2 separate regions of the Sus scrofa genome follow, and region 2 is linked to region 1. The links are chromatin contacts, called in public HiChIP or PLAC-seq maps. All regions are on one chromosome and are shown on one strand. The core of a region is the stretch at or near the end of the contact, and the rest is flanking DNA. Distances in the headings are between cores, read along the strand shown. Region 1 holds the start of BAG6 (BCL2 associated athanogene 6). Region 2 holds the start of NEU1 (neuraminidase 1).

What was found. HiChIP or PLAC-seq counts read pairs in DNA pulled down with a chosen protein or histone mark.
Region 2: an H3K27ac HiChIP or PLAC-seq map of alveolar macrophages shows a contact between it and region 1. The contact joins the promoter of NEU1 here to the promoter of BAG6 in region 1. A contact is called at or near these places in 1 of 5 promoter capture datasets (liver) and 1 of 2 datasets of contacts at active chromatin or transcription factors (alveolar macrophages).

The regions. Positions count from the first base shown.
Region 1 is chr7:23,766,611-23,770,269 of Sscrofa11.1, forward strand. BAG6 (BCL2 associated athanogene 6) reads right to left here and starts at 2,049. Exons shown (of 26, transcript NM_001145382.1): 1 at 1,788-2,049; 2 at 996-1,116. The coding sequence starts at 1,103. It also overlaps a transcript of APOM not described here.
Region 2 is chr7:23,956,858-23,960,844 of Sscrofa11.1, forward strand. NEU1 (neuraminidase 1) reads right to left here and starts at 1,802. Exons shown (of 6, transcript NM_001101822.1): 1 at 1,501-1,802; 2 at 895-1,087. The coding sequence starts at 1,662. SLC44A4 (solute carrier family 44 member 4) reads right to left here. Exons shown (of 21, transcript NM_001101818.1): 17 at 3,939-3,987; 18 at 3,642-3,712; 19 at 3,445-3,539; 20 at 3,286-3,370; 21 at 2,078-2,322. The coding sequence ends at 2,201.

The DNA of each region.
Region 1 (3,659 bases), core at 799-3,298:
AGGCTGCTGAGCCACAACGGGAACTCCCAATTTGTCTTAATTGTGAGGTAATCATTGTGCAAAGCCCTGAACTAAGGCAACATTTGTCAAAACACAGACATTAAACATATAAAACTCCAGGTTATGGACCTAAGAGAAAAATTACAGGGCTGATAAAGAGAAAAGCCCATGGACATTCCCTTCTGTCCTTGACTTCCAAAAGAATGTGTCTGTCTAAAGATACCAGTGACCCCCTCCTCAAGCACAAAATGATACAACTCTGTACTCTCAAAGATAAAACAATGACAAAGACACCGTGGTGAAGAATCTAGTTAAGGAAAGAAGACTCAAGCAAGAAAAAAGAAAAAGGAGCAAAACGGAAAAACATTTTTCCTAACTAGACAACTAACTCCACTTGGGAAGTACCAAACTATTTACATACCCAATCACAAAAGCCTATAGAGTTTCCCTAAATACATGTTTTAAAACTATGGGTCAACCCCCTCATGATCTTTTCTACAACTATTAGAGAAGTAATGCCACAGACAGCTGTGTCCATGACATCAAACTCAAAAGATTCAAATTACATCATAAATATCAGTAATTCCACTCAACATTCTATTAGGACTCCACCTGCATTAAAGGACCCCAATTCTATTCTTTAAAAACACAGTACAGGCCTTGCCAATTTTTCTTCTTAAGACACACTTGCATTTTAGGTTCTGTTCAAAGGACAGGAACCATGTCTGTCCCTTTGAGCTGGGGTTCACTCATGATGTTGGCAGAGATTCCTCCTTCCTTCTTTCCTTCTACATTGAGTTTTACTGAGGTAAAAGAAAGCAGAAGAAAATCTGCCTCACACAACAGAAAGCATACACCAAACGTTCTGGCTACAATATTAACAAAAAAAAATCAATGAAAGAAAATCAGAAGACCAGAAGATAAGACTCTTATCTCAGAAAAAGGAACCTACAAAAAGAGTTAATAGGTGTCTTCCAGAAGTACTGGGGTCTCACCTGGGCCCCCACAATAAAGGTCCGGGTCTGAGAGTCCAGGGTCTTCACCAGCACCTCCAGGCTTTCAGGCTCTTCCATAGTGGTACTGGTACTATCATTGGGCTCCATGGCCGACAGCTCTCTAAGGAAGAATGGAGGGAGGGAGGCCCGCTGTCGCCCAGAGCAGATTTTTATATACCCGGAAGCCACCCCGGCCAGAGACTCCGCCCCCACACCTGAAGAGTTTCTCTCACACAAGCACACACTCTCACACCCGCCCCCAGCCCCTTTCTGATTCCGGGGCACAGAGAGAGAAACACAAAGGGCAAGAGATCGACGGCACAGGGAGGTGGAGGACGGGAGGTGGGAGGGGCTCCACGATGCCAATCACAATAAAGGAGGGCCAGTCTGGCTAGGAAACAGGGAAGGAAACACAGGACCAGTGTCATCACCGGTCGCGATAGGATAAGGGCCCGAGAAGTCGTCAAGCCCAGGGACAACGCGAGAGCGAGGGTCGCGCCACTCTGCGGAGAAAGTGGTTTCGCGCACGCGCGCCACGCCACGCCCGTCGAACCCGCTTAAGTCACGACGGACTCGAGATAATGGACACTCACAGGGGGCCAGAACTGCTAGCTGACTGCCCCCCTCTTCTACCTTCCCTCGGTGCTCTAGCAGAGCGGCGCAACCAACACACACACACACACACACACACACACACCCCACACACACACCACACACACCCACTCACACTCCTCCACCCGCGGCTCCGCCCCCGACTTCCCCACGGTACCGTCACTTCCGGTCTCCCCCAACCTGCCACCGACGGTCACTTCCGTTTCCCCGATAGTATTTGGGGATCGCGAGGCGGTACTTCCGGCTCCCCCAGGTCCCCAAGCTTTACTTTTGTAGGGCACGAAGATTAAGTTATCAGCCCCAAACTGAGTTCCTGGGGGCGAGACGGGCCGGGGCCGGCCTAGATGGGAGGGAGCCGAGCACCCCGAAGAGCCGCCGCCGCCACCGTCTCCCGGGGTACCTCACTGCGCCTGCGTGCGTCGCACTACGCATGCGTACACACTTCGGCACCGCCCCACCCCCTCCGGCCCTGTTCATTTCTCCTGTGCGCGCGCGCTTAAGCAGTAGGGGGTTGTGGTGGCCGCTATAAATGCCTGAAGAAAAAAATTACAAAGTGAGACTCTTCGACTGCCTCGAGGGGGGTTTTGAACAGTTGTATGGAGTTTGGAATCTGGAGCCTGAGAGTTGTGCCTCGCTAATTTACGTTAAAGTTTTGGCCTGCAGAGAAGTTGAGGCGGCACTGACCAGGCCACCTAGAATTCTGTCAGCCTCTCACAATCGCTCTCGCTGCGCCGCTCCTTCGGCGCCTCCGGAAGTCACCCTTTCCATAGGCGGTTGGAGGTGGTTCTCGAGCTGACTTTCCTGCGGTGGCGTCGTTGGGCCTGACCTCGGTGGGCCTGACCTCGGTTTTGCCCGTGGGCGTTTTGTGGAGCGTGGGCGCCATGTTCCTTCCCGCGGTGTGCGGCCGCGGGGGGACATTATCATGTTTTGGAAAAGTTGAGGATTTACTACCTTTCAGGACGTTTGTTTATAAAAAAGGACGCCTCCGAGATTGGGAATTGGGAGCAAATGGAGTCAGACTGGACTGAAACGCAAGACTCTAACCTTGGGGAATTGAAAGGGCCGCCTAATGGCTTCTGCAGGCCTGAGGTCTGGGGGGTTACCGTCCCCTCTGCTCTCCCCCCTTCCCCCCGCCCCTTGGGCAAGGGCCTCGTTTCCGCGGTGCTGCCGAGGTCCCTGTCTCCAGTGCCCAACCTTTCTGGGCTTCATATTATACCCATCTCAGTACTGTTTGAGTTAAGAGTTATAAGGAGGACCTGTTTAGTGAGCGCCTAGTCTATGTCAGCCAGTTTGCTGAGGGTTTCACATATTGTCATACGTAAAAGCTTTTCAACATCTGAGCTAGTTATTACACACGTTTTATTGGTGAGTGCTCCTAGGGGAATGTAAGTGGCAGAACCGACCAAATCCAGGCCTACCAGACTCCCAAGCAGTTATACTTTACTCCCCCAATAACTTGTGTCTAATTTTTTATTATAAAAAATGTGAAACATTACCCCAAACAGTGTAATGAACCGTCATATACCCACCCAAATTTTGTTCTTTTAACCAAATCACAAGCCTATAGCAGTCCATGGGTTATAAATAATCTATAAAAGAAGTCTCATTAACTGCTCTCATTGTAATAACTAGCTCAGATGTGGAAAGGCTTTTATATATGACACTTGGCACTACCCAATGACTGCCTCTTGACGATTCTTTCCTTGCCTCTTATTATTTGAGAACTTAATTCCCCCCCAGAGACTATAAAGTGCTTTACAAACATTACTATTAATTATAGCGAATGTTTACTTTGGACTTAGAATGTGCAGGCCTTCGCTAAGGGCTTTATCTGCATTAGCTCTTTTAATCCTATAAGATTAATGATTTGCTCAATTTACAGATAAAAAACAGGCATAAAGATTAACAAAATTGTCGAAGATCTATAAGTAACAGAAATTAGAGTTTGGACCCACTCTGTCTGACACCACTGTCCATTCTTTTTAAGCACTAGATTATGTGGCCTCTTACCTGTAGTAATAAACAGTGAGTGAATGAATTAATGTGTCAGCA
Region 2 (3,987 bases), core at 552-3,051, 190 kb after region 1:
ATTTCCACCCCCTGCTAGGGATCCAAGGTCTCATGATGGTCCAGAGGGCCTACGAGTCCTGACCCTCCTTCTCTCTCTGACTGTATCTGTTCTACCCTTGCTCACTTCCTCCAGCCGCACAAACTCCTTCCCATTTCTCAAATACTTTCCTTTGCCTTATCTTGTTACACCTGCCTGGGGCATTTTTTCCTCAGGCTCATTTACCTCCTTTAAGTCTTTGCTCAAATGTCCTTTTTTGAAAATTGCAGTCAAACTCTTGACCCTCTCCATACCTCTTGCCCTGTTTTATTTTTATTTTTCTCCATTACACTTAATCACCTTCCAACACAAATATATTACTTATTATGCTTATTGTCTGCCTCCTCCCAATAGAATATAAGCCCTGCAAAGGCGAGGATTTTTGCTCTGTTTTGTTCATAACTGTAGTCACAGAACTTAGAACACTGCCAGGTATATAGTAAGTGCTCAATAAACATTTGGATGAATGTTCAACTCCTTGGAGATCCCAATGTCTGCATTACTGCCCTGGACACCTTCCCTTCTTAGGTTGCCTCTAGTCTTCAGGGACCCAGCAGCTCCAGGGCTCTACGGAAAATCAGGCTCCCCACCCATTCAACATCTTGCCACACAGGCTTTTTTTTTTTTTTTTAGGGCTGCCCCTGCGTGCGGCATATGGAAGTTGCCAGGCTAGGTGTCAAATTGGAGCTGCACCCACCGGCCTTTGCCACAGCAATGAGGGATCCAAGCCAGGTTTGCAACCAACACCACAGATCACAGCACCGTCAGATCCTTGAACCCACTGAGCAAGGCCAGGGACTGAACCCACATCCTCATGGTTACTAGTCGGGTTCATTACTGCTAAGCGGTGGTGGGAACTCCCAGGCATAGTTTTACCCTGGTCCATGGATCTCCGCAGAGCAATGAATTTAGCGCCTTTATCCGATGCTGACATTTTCCTGGCCTCAGCGAAGGCAAGGAGGGTGCCTCGAGGAGTGGTGGTGATGAGTGGGATGCGGAAGGTGTCCACAGAACCGATCTGTTTTCCGCTCACCCACAGCAGTTGCTCCATGGTCACCAGCGGGTGCACCTGTGAAGGGAGGAGTTCCGGTGAACTGAACAAATGTGACTTGGGCTTTAGGGTGAATGAATAGCAACTCAGACGCAGGTTCCCCTGGGAAAGGTAGGGTGGTAGGGACCCCAAGTGGGAGCAGGTTTCCCAGAACAAGGAAGGGGAACCCTGAGGAGAGTTTGTAGCGAAGCTGGAGTCTCTAGGCAGCGTAAGGGACTACGAGGGGAGAAGAAGCCCTCTGGGATAGGGAAACCTCAAAAGGGGAAGGAGCTCGAATGAGGAGCCTCAGAAGGAAAGAGGACGAGGAACCCAGAGAGGGGCAGGGATTGGGAAAGGAGAGGGGGCTTAGCAGCCTGCGTCCCGGGCGTACAACCTGACACAGACCGACCGCCTGCGTGGTTGGGGATGGGGCCATGCGAGGGTTAACTCACCAGACTGAAGTCGTTCTTTGCCCTGGCTCCGACTCCTGCCGGAGACAACAGCAGCAGGAAGATCGAGGCAAATACCTGGGCCCTATAGGCTTCCCCTAATCCCAGCATAGGCGGTCTCCCGGGTCTGCCCAGGGGCACTGCGCCGGGTCGCTCCGCAGTCATCTCTCCCCCGCGGCGGCCGCGACCCTGGCTCCACGATTAGACGCGGGCTTGAGTCGCTCAGTTGACCCCAGCCCTTTAAATGCTCAGATGTCACCCTCAAATCCACAGCAAGTCAGGGCCCCCAGCCGAGCTACCGCGACTTTAATTGGCCCTCGCGTAACTCCTCACGTGACCCTTCAGCACCTCCTCTCTACGTTGTCCAATGGGCCTTCTTTGAAGTCCCGGAGCGCGTGACCCGAACGGGAAGACTATTGGTTTGATTGAAGAAGGGGGCGGGCATAACTCCACAGATGCCTTTTGATTGGCCGTGATACTGGTGGGGGTGTAGGGGCGTCACAGGGGCAGGGCCCCTTTTAAAGAGCCAGGTGGGCGGGGGAGGGCAGCGTGTGGTCTTGGAGGAAATAAAAGTCCCAGAGTTTTTGAGAAAACACAATATCAATCTTTTAATCTTTTTACTACAAAATCGACATCTGGAAGGCGGGAATGAGGCTGGGAGGCTGTACAGGCGGGGTGCTGTTTTGGATCAGGGCTACGTCTCTCACTTCTTCCTCTTCTTGTCTCCCGAGGGCACCTCGTTCTTCTTGCCCAGAATCTTCAGAAGGGCTTTGGACATGTAGTAGGGCCGGTCCAGGGAGCCGTCGTTCCTCTCCAGGTCTTCCACTGAGGCGCGACATAGACCCATAAGAACGGAACGTTGGGGGCTAACCCCATTCCCGGGGGTGGAAATCAAGGACCAAGAGACAGCTGCCTGGTTTCCTGGCTGCATTCCCACCAGCTGTTTTTTGGGGCAATTTTTGTAAACTGCTAAATAGGTTATGTAAATAGGTCATCTGTAGAGTGGAGTCGATAATACTATGTTTCATAGAATGAAAGGGATTAACGGAAAAAAATACATGATACATGTCAGTTTCTTAGCGGAGAGCCTGGTACTTAAGATATCCCAAATGAATGCATACAGTAGGGTGAGAAAATCCTCACTCTCTACAGCCACCTGCTGGGGAGTCTGCTGTGGCTAACTTCATCCCTAGATCTATCTTTCTTTCTCTCTCTCTCTCTCTCTCTCTCTCTCTCTCTCTCTCTCTCTCTCTCTCTCTCTCTTTCTTTCTTTCCTTTCTTTCTTTCTCTCTTCTTTCTCTCTCTTTCTCTTTCTTTCTTTCATTCTCTCTCTCTCTTTCTTTCTCTCTTTCTTCTTTCTTTCTTCCTCCCCCCCCCCGCCCCCGCCACCCCGCATTCGTGGTATACAGAAGGGCTTAGGGCACAGCTTCGCAATGCCGGATCTTTAACCCAATGTACAGGGCCAGGGATGGAACCTGCCCTGCCGCAGAGACAGCACCAGATCCTTAGCTTGCTGTACCACAGCAGGAACTCTCTTCCCTAGATTTTCTGCAGGAAGATGCCAGAGGCCTCTCCCCTGGAATGCTCCTTCTTGGGAGAGCGCAGGAGACTAGGGGCTCACTCCCATACTGCTTCCCAAATACCTGGCCTGAGGATGTTAGTAGAGGCTCCCTCAGGCTCTGGCTTCTATAACTCATGAAATTGCTATTTCGAGAAGCACCAAGTCTCTGAAAAAGCCTGAATGATCTGGTACCTTTAAGTTGGGGAGAGGTGGGGGGTGTTACTCACAGAAACAGAGGAAGAGAGTATCCACACACATGCCGAAAACGCTGAAGAAGCCACTGGCGATGACGTAGGCTCCCATGATGGAGGTCTGGAAGACACAAAGCCCGTTTAGGGTTCCTCTGGAGAGGTGGAGGGTGAGGCAGAGGGGCGAAGGTCACTCACCATGATGGGCAGCCAGTAATAGTTGAGCTGGGGACTCTCAAAGTCTTTACCCAGTCCCTGGATGCGACCGGTGAAAAAAAAGAAGGACAGGACCCCTAGGGGAGAGATCTGGAGGTCAATGTCACTCCTCTAAGGTCACCTCTTAAACTGCCTGGCCACCAGTGTTCTGTCCTTGTAACTCGTGTCTTGGTCCTTACCGACACCTCCAACCACCAGCAATTTCCCAAAGAACAGCAGCAGGTCTGTGACCTTGTCCAGGACGACCACCCTGTATAGGGAGATGGGGTAGGTTGGGGGTGAGAGGCCTGGCAGGGCTGGGAAGAGAATTGGCTATGTGATTTGCCGTGACAGCTGCAAAATGAAAATCGCTCACATTTCAAGATGGAGGAAGCAGAGGTTAAACCAAGCTCAAGGCCCTTCTGAGCACAGCATGCCCAGGAAGCTGGCCTTGCGGGGAGATCACCAGGGTTGGGGTGGGGTGGTGACAGCCTGACCTGACAATGTTCCGCATGAGCAGCATGAAGGCGTTTTTGGCTGAGACAC